Linked DNA regions of Mus musculus: all the other regions are linked to region 2. Evidence: chromatin contacts called from public promoter capture Hi-C data. All regions are on one chromosome and are shown on one strand. The core of a region is the stretch at or near the end of the contact, and the rest is flanking DNA. Distances in the headings are between cores, read along the strand shown.

Evidence for each region. Promoter capture Hi-C pulls out the DNA fragments that hold promoters and counts their contacts.
Region 1: a promoter capture Hi-C map of pre-B cells shows a contact between it and region 2. The contact joins the promoter of Zfp94 here to the promoter of Pafah1b3 in region 2. A contact is called at or near these places in 2 of 39 promoter capture datasets (cranial neural crest and pre-B cells).
Region 3: a promoter capture Hi-C map of pre-B cells shows a contact between it and region 2. The contact joins the promoter of Plaur here to the promoter of Pafah1b3 in region 2. A contact is called at or near these places in 4 of 39 promoter capture datasets (cranial neural crest, embryonic stem cells, frontonasal cranial neural crest and 1 more) and 1 of 115 datasets of contacts at active chromatin or transcription factors (pancreatic cancer cells).

What each region holds. Positions count from the first base shown.
Region 1 is chr7:24,315,288-24,318,138 of GRCm38.p6, forward strand. Zfp94 (zinc finger protein 94) reads right to left here and starts at 1,379. Exons shown (of 6, transcript NM_001199321.1): 1 at 1,232-1,379. It also overlaps the pseudogene Gm44513.
Region 2 is chr7:25,296,558-25,299,315 of GRCm38.p6, forward strand. It overlaps Pafah1b3 (platelet-activating factor acetylhydrolase, isoform 1b, subunit 3), which reads right to left and starts at 1,429. Exons shown (of 5, transcript NM_001357350.1): 1 at 815-1,429; 2 at 529-618. The coding sequence starts at 895.
Region 3 is chr7:24,461,117-24,463,838 of GRCm38.p6, forward strand. Plaur (plasminogen activator, urokinase receptor) reads left to right here and starts at 1,367. Exons shown (of 7, transcript NM_011113.4): 1 at 1,367-1,451. The coding sequence starts at 1,394.

The DNA.
Region 1 (2,851 bases), core at 129-2,628, 980 kb before region 2:
CCCCTGAATCTGTAATGGGGGTAGGGTTAGAGGTAAGGGGCTACACTTGATCAAACCATCTTTTTTTTCCTTTTTTGTTTTTTGGGTTTTTTTGGCTTTTTGTTTTGTTTTGTTTTTCAAGACAGGGTTTCTCTGTGCAGCCCTGGCTGTCCTGGAACTCACTCTGTAGACCAGGCTGGCCTCGAACTCAGAAATCCATCTGCCTCTGCCTCCCAAGTGCTGGGATTACAGGTGTGTGCCACCACTGCCCGGCTGATCAAACCATCTTGGGAGCATGCTGAGCAGGGAGCTGTGTTGTTTGGACCATCAGCTTTCAGGCTATGACTAGTTTTGAATTTTATGCGGCAACAGTCTTGATCTGAGTTACTCTATCTTGGATAAAAGTGCCAAGAAGAAATCCATGTCTTGTTTACACAGTCATAGCCAGGCGACTCAATTGTGCTATTAAAAGATATCGACTAGCCTTTAGTCCCAGCACTCAGGTAGATCTCTGTGAGTTCAAAGCCAGCCTGGTAACATAAAACATAAGCGCACCAACCATATCACGTTACTTCTTCACCAAGGGACCGGTATGTGGCAGGCACACTGCTCAGTAGCCTGGTCACATGCCAGGAGCCAAGTCCAGTTCCAATGATCCATCCTGTGATAATAAACTCACGAGTGTGTATAACTGTGTGCCAGGTGACTCGTGGTCTGAAATTTATCATTAGCTATGTTAAGCTTGGAATAAAAGAACCTGTGATTAATGGCCAACCACCAGGAGAAATCGAGATTCCTTGGCAAATTGCAGCCAACGAAACTGACACAGCTTATGACTTTCTTGTCGTTCAGCAAAATCTGACATCGTGGAAAGCCATAGACGTGTCCGTTTATCCTTCTACATGACAGGCTCTCGACAAATCTCCACCCATCCCGATTCTCTGCAGTGTAGGTGTGAGTCCTAGAACCTTCAGGGCAGGGTGACACTAGCTACATCAATGCCTCAAACAACACTATCAACATGGCCCTCGCACCCCAATTCCAGACAGCAGTGAAGGAAGGTGTGAGGGCTCACACCTGTCATCGCAACACACCGGATGCTGAGGCAGGAGGCTGACTGAGCCACGCGCTGAGACCCTATCAGTGCGATGATATCTGTGGGATGGAGGGAGGCTCATTGGGCGCCCTGCGCTTCCCTTTCGCCAGCCTGGAGCCGACTCCCCTACGGCCGCCCGCCGCCAACCCTGCAAACCTCCAGATCCAGGCATCAGTCGAGGAAGGTGTGGGAGAGAGGAGACTCAAGGGAGGACAAGGGGAGCGGATGCTAACAGAAACCACCTGGGAAACACTTCCCAGAATGCTTCGCATCAGCCCGCACAACAGAAGCACGCGCAATGCTCCGAGAATTTGAACTACGCTTCCCAGAATGCTCGGCGTCCGCCGGCCTTCACAGACGCACGCGCAATGCGCAGAGACCCTGGACGACACTTCCCAGAAATCTCCGCGTCAGCTCTCCCGGGTGCCTGCGTGTTTGTGGAACAGTTGAACTACATTTCCGGTAGTGAATGCGGAGAGGCGGATCTTACACTCGTTTCTCCTAGTATATAGCCTCTCTGGAGTGTGTGTGTGTGCGCCACGCAGGTACTTCCCTAGCCCTCTGCGGAACTTTTTATTTAATCTGCGAGACACTGGTGCGCACTGTACAATCCATACTGAATTTACGATGGTCCTCCTGCCTCAGTCTTGCACACTCTCAAATGCTGGGCTAACGTGTGTGCCATGACACCATGCTGCCTCTGAACTTGACACGTCCCACGTGGAAAATTTTTCACCCTGGAAAATTAAGAGTCCTTACCTCATAGGCGGTAATTTGGCCCTACCGTTGTCCTTATATACCTGAGTATATAATATATACTTCTGTGTTTCTCAAAGAAACCAAAATTCTCTCTACACATCACAGCCACACAATCCACTTAACCTCCTGCTAGGCTGCTTCTTCAATGTAACCACAGGTACATTGATAATTCATACTCTCCTCCCTGCCCCTCCAGTTTTCTCCCCACTTCCTTCTATCTTCCACATCAATCTAGATCAATCCACAGGAGAAACAAGTTTTGGTTTGCTTGGTTTTTTTTGTTTGTTTGTTTGTTTGTTTTGTTTTGTTTTGTTTATTTTTCAGAGATTTATTTCTTTTTTTATTTATGTGAGTACAAATAAAGTACAATTAAAAAAAAAGCTAGCTTCAGACACACACTAGAAGAGGGCATCCGATCCCATTACAGATGGTTGTGAGCCACCATGTGGTTGCTGGGAATTGAACTCAGGACCTCTGGCAGTCAGTGCTCTTAACTGCTGAACCATCTCTCAGCCCTGTCTGTCTGTCTGTCTGTCTGTCTGTCTGTTTGTTTGTTTGTTTGTTTGTTTGTTTTTAATTATCCCAAAGGACCACTAGCAAAAGTTTTTTTCATCCAAACAAAATCTCGGCGTATGTGTGTGGCACAGCGGAGATGCTGTAACAGGTATACATAGTAGCAAGGAAAAAGACTAGTTTTTACATGATATGATTGTTGTGACAATTTTGGAGTTTTGGTTTCTTTGAAAAACAGAAATACTATAGGAATGTTTTGATTTTAGCCCCAGGTGAGGAATATGAGGCTGCTTCAGACGGTCCACAGCAGCTGGGATTTGCCTCCTGCTCTAGCAGAGGCGTGATTTTGCCAGCTGCAGGTGGTTTCTGTGCGTGTGTGATGTTTAGAATTCGGGGGACTTTTCAGAGAGGGGTGGGTGTAGGTTGGCTTTTGGTGGCTGTTCAGTGGGGTTGTTGGCAGTTTGTTAGCTGTTGGTCTTTGACTGCTGTTGGTCAAAGTTTGTT
Region 2 (2,758 bases), core at 179-2,678:
ATCCGGAATCATGGAACTTATTACTGCTTCACTTTAACCAAAATTCACAGAAGTTACGTTCATTTTATGAAGATCCTGTCTGCTTTAAGTATACACAGAGCTAATGGCAATACAACTGAACCTCATTGTGGGGTGGGGGGGAAAGCCATTGTAGCTAAACGTCTTAGGGACTTTATTACTGATAAAGTCTTTGCAGAATACCATTACAATCAACCTTCACTTTCTGTAAAGCTATTACAACTTCGAGTAAACCCAACAGGGGCTGTGCCCCACCTTAAACAAACAATGAAAAGCCCTCACCTGACACAATCTTGAAGGAACGCCTCAATTTAACTCGACAGAGACAAACCCAACCCGACAAACTCAGGGCACACACTTCATTCTCAGCAGACATGTACATGGGGTTCTTAGATTCCTGCTACCACGGGCATTTCTGTACCCCTTATCTTGTCTTATCAGGTTCTGGGCTTGAAGTGCCAGTGAGGGTGCATGCCTGGATGAGGAAGGAGGAAACGGGTGGACCCTCACCTCACATTGGTGCATTAGCTGAACCAAGGAGTCCCCGATAAAGACTACTTCGGGTTCCTTGTCTTTGCTGTCCGCTACAAACCGATGGTGCTGCAGAGAAAGCCAGAAAGAGTCAAAGGCACGCACGCTCCAGGCCCCGCCCCACCCCGCTGCCTCAGGCGGAACAACCCCAAACAACCCAAACCAGGCTGCCCACCTAGGTGAGGAGGAGGATGTCACGAAGCAGTTCTATAGACATACACGCCCCCCAAGCCCCTAACCCTGGGGACCACGCGCGGTCACTCACCAGAGACATCCAGCGCCCGTCACCCTGCACGTCTTGCACAGGCGTGGGCTTGCTGGCCGGGTTCTCCCCTTCCCCACTCATCCTCAGCACCGCAGCCCCCTGGGGATGAGAGTGGAGTCCGCCCGGGAAAGCTCCGCGAGGACGTGGATCCGCCACGCCCACCCCTACCTCTCGGGCCAACACAATGGACCGTCCTGCCGCGCTCGCTCGCGCGTAGGGCGAAGGCCGAGCCCAGACGCCGCCTCCTTTCGCAGACTAGAAACCGTCACGTAGGAAGGAATCCTCGCTCCCCTCCCCCGATGGAGGCCGCAAAGTGGGCTCGTCTGCCGCTTCCCGCCGGGACCCCTTGCGGCCACGGGGGCCCAACGCAGGGGGGAGGGGCAGGCGAGACCAAGCGGCACTCGTGGCAGGGGAAGAGGGGGCGCAGACAAGAGAGACACAACCCAGAGTGGACGGAAAGGGGCAGGGTACCTGTAAAGCCGACAGGGACCAGGGACAATCTAGCGCCCTCCGTCCGAGGAGGAAATCATTTGCTGCAGGGCCAGAAAACTCCGGAAGAGACCACCTACGGGGGTGTGTGTGTGTGTGTGTAACCCATTCACATAGGAGAGGGAGTGGACGAGCTCATTCCTAGATCCGCGGAGGGGGTGGCTCTTAGACACCTGGGAAGGGACGCTCCCATTTCTTACTGGTGTAGGGATTTGAAAGGAAGCTAGCCAAACTGGGCGGTGGTGGCACACGCCTTTAATCCCAGCACTGGAGGGAGCCAGAGACAGGTGGATGTACTAGTTCGAGGACAGGCTGGTCAACAGAGTTCTAGGACAGCCAAGGCTACACAGAGAAACTCCCGTCTTGAAAACAAAAACAAAAAGAAGTGAAGCTGGTGGAGGCAGCACCAGAGTGGCTTTGAGGGGACTTCCCTATTTAAAACTTTCTGTTTTCTTTTGAGATGAGATTTCACTCTGTAACTTTAGCTCTCATGGAACTTGCTATAAACAGCAGGCAGGCCTTGAATTCACAGAGATCTACCTACCTCTGACTCCTGAGTGCTAAGATTAAAGCTGTGTGCCACCAGGCCAAGCCCAACACTAAGGCTTTGTTATTGTTATTTATTATTTATTTGTTATGTATATGTATATACGTGTGTGTGTGTGTGTGTGTGTGTGTGTGTGTGTGTCTTTTTTAAGGTAGGGTTTTTAAGGTAGGGTTTTTCTGTATGACAGAGCCCTCCCTGGCTGTCCTGGACTTGCTTTGTAGACCAAGCTGGCCTGTAGAGTGGTGGTATTATAGGTATGTGCCACTAGACCCAGCTTCAACATTAGTTTTTTAGTGGTATAAAATCTCAAATGCATATCTTCATGCCTCAGAGGCACCATCAGATCTATGTGAAAGAGGTGCAGAAAGATCAGAAATTGGAGATGGCTGCAAGGCCCAGCCCAGGTCCAACTTGGCATCCGTCCTGCAGATCACCTTGCACCTCCTAGGCCTCTGTTCCTCTCTCTAGATACAAAGTTCCATCATCAACTTCAGGTGGGTGGCTCTGGACTCCAAATCCCATGTCTGTAGCCAAGGCCACTTTCTATCATCTTCTTTCTTTCCCTGGCTCAAACTAAACCCCAAATCGCAGTGTTTTCTCAGATGCCCAGGGTCTCCCTCACCCCTAAATGGCCTAGTTGTTTTCTGGCAGCCCCACCTAGCGACTGAACTTTCAAACCTATCCATTCCTTCTTGTTGGCTTGATACTAAAGTAGTGAAGAGTTTTATTTATTGTGTTCACATTCTGTCTCAATCTCTTTCCCTAATCTGGACCTGGCATGAAGTTATTACTAAACAAGTGCAGTGCTTGCAGAATGATATTAGTTACATTAATGGTCAGATCCTGGCTATCTCCATCCATGTGTTGGAGAGAGAGACTCAGACATGACTGAGAAAGGCCCGGGACTC
Region 3 (2,722 bases), core at 117-2,616, 840 kb before region 2:
GCCCCTGCCTAGCCTCCCCCAGTGAGGGGTTGGGGTGTGGCTCAGTGGTAGAGCCTCTGCCTAGCCTCCCCCAGTGAGGGGCTGGAGGCGTGGCTCAGTGGTAGAGCCCCTGCCTAGAATCCCCCAATGAGGGGCTGGGGGCATGGCTCAGTGGTAGAGCCCCTGCCTAGAATCCCCCAGTGAGGGGCTGGGGGCGTGGCTCAGTGGTAGAGCCCCTGCCTAGAATCCCCCAGGGAGGGGCTGGGGGCGTGGCACAGTGGTAGAGCCTCTGCCTAGCCTCCCCCAGTGAGGGGCTGGGGGCGTGGCTCAGTGGTAGACTCCTTGTCAATCCTGCAGGAGACCTTGGGTTCCGTGTTTCCCAGCTCAGGCTTCAGTGACTCGGTACTCACAGCAGTGACATCACTACTGTACGGGTGCTACTCATTGCTCTCTGCTCTCTCTGGTTCCCACTCATCAGCCACACTGAGCCGCTCTGAGTGATTCTTTGCCCTCAGGGCTTTTGCGATGACTCTTTCCTCTCCCTCAAAGGCTTTCTGTAGGAATCCACTAGACTTCTTGCACACCTTTCCTGGCTGCCCTCCGCATCACCCTCCCAAAGCAATTAAGCCATTTACCTCTCTCCCTACAGTTTGTTCCTCTTTCAACTTGTTTTTCCCCTGGTTTCCGACTGATGGGAGAGATTAGATAACTAATGTATCCTCCCCATCGTAATGGCAGAGGGTGGCGTCCTTGTGTTTCCTGCTGTGTTCCAGTTCCTGGAACAGTGCCCAGTACCCAGGAGGTCCTTGGTCAGGAGCTGAAGGAATTTTGCCCTCTAGTTTGGCAAGTTAGTGTTCCACATGATTTCCCTACATGGAATTGTACCGCCTCGGCCAAGGATGGTAGCGTGCCCATGATCCAGACTCGGGGGAGACTGAGGCAGGAGGTTCCTGAGTTCAAGGCTGGTCTTCATAGCAAGACTCTCTCTGGAGAAACTCAAATAAAACAAACTTTGAAAACATAAACTCTGATTGGTAAGAAATAGCCAAGGCTAGAGAGGATTCTAACCCTTGCTATTTGGTTGTCTTCCTTTCTCCATCATAGTCTCTCTCTCTCTCTCTCTCTCTCTCTCTCTCCCTCATCCCTCCTTCTCCCTCCCTCTCTCCCTCCGTTCCTCCCTCCCTCTTTCCCTCCCTCCTTTTTTGAGACTGCATCTTACTATGTATGGAAGGGGCAGAGTTTCTTGAACTATGGAAGAGGAAGGGCTGGGGGGGGGGGGCGGGGGCGGGGCGGGGGGAGGCGAGGCAACCCCTGGAGCTGACTCACTCTTTAGCAAACAGTGGGAGGAGCCCTAGGGTCACAAAACTGTCTTCTTCCCCTCGGTCAGTCTAGAGCAGAGGTGAAGGAAGAACCCATGGGACTCCCAAGGCGGCTGCTGCTGCTGCTGTTGCTGGCGACTACCTGTGTCCCAGGTAAGAGCTGCGTGGTGGCACCGGGCGTGAGCTAGAGGAGGATGGCCCAGCGCTCCACCCTTCTATCCAGCTATTCTCCGGGTGTGTTCTCAGGCTCCACGTGGCACAGTCAGACTCCCGCAGGCATTCATTTAGTAAACGCTGATCCCTGGTGCACAGTGCCTGGCACACTGGAGGACGCGGAGGAACAGAGAGGTTAAGAAGCTGGTCCAAAGCCTCACAGCTAGGGGTTGAATGATAACTGGACATGTGACCTCACAGCCACTCCCCACAGTGTTTTGGTCTGTGTGGGGATCCCACTTTGGGACAAGACAGGGGCTCAGGGGTCTACATCTCAAAGGTCCACAGAGTTCAGCGGGAGCCCAGGGCCTGTCCCTCGAATACACTTGTCTTTTACTATGTTATGTCCTCAGCCTTCTTCCTCCAGGAAATGCGGGGGAAATGGTGTTGAGAAAGTAGAGGGAAATGGGGAAGGAATTGAGTCAGGGTTTGGCACGGTGAATAACTCGGAAAGCCCTCTCTAGTCCGCGGGAGACCGGAGATGATTAATGGGGTGGGAAAAGATCTCTGGCGGGGCCTGGGTGGTCTGGGAGCTAGAGGGGGGAGGGGTGGGGGTGCAAAGGGGAGGGGCTCTTGTTGAAGAAAGGATATCTGGCACAAAGGGACCGGCTCTAAATTGCAGACCGGATCTCGGGGCTCAGACAGGACAGTTCTTACTGTGAAATCCAACCCCGGGAGGAGGGGACCCTGGAGTGGGGCTGCCACCTGGGGTCAAAACTGGCTGTGTGGTTCAGGACAGTTACTTAGCCTTTCTGTTCCTGGAACTTGTCTGGGAAATGGGGGCCAGACTAAGGCTAGGCTGGTGCAAAAGTTCTGATTAGAAACTGGGCAGTCGGGGGCTGGAGAGATGGCTCAGTGGTTAAGAGCACGGACTGCTTTTCCGAAGGTCCTTAGTTCAAATCCCAGCAACCACATGGTGGGTCACAACCATCTATAATGAGATCTGACGCCCTCTTCTGGTGCATCTGAAGACAGCTACAGTGTACTTACACATAATAATAAATAAATCTTTAAAAAAAAAACGAAAAAAAAAACTGGGCAGTCTGAGGCGGGGGGCTATAACATTGGCGAGACGTGGCCTAGGTGAAGACCTGCAGGAGGGACTTCGGTCCTGGGGTGGGACAAACGTTTGGGGGCTGAGGTGGGTCTTTGAAAGTGGTTCTCAACCTTCCGAATGCTATGATCCTTTAATACAACTCCTCACAGTTTGG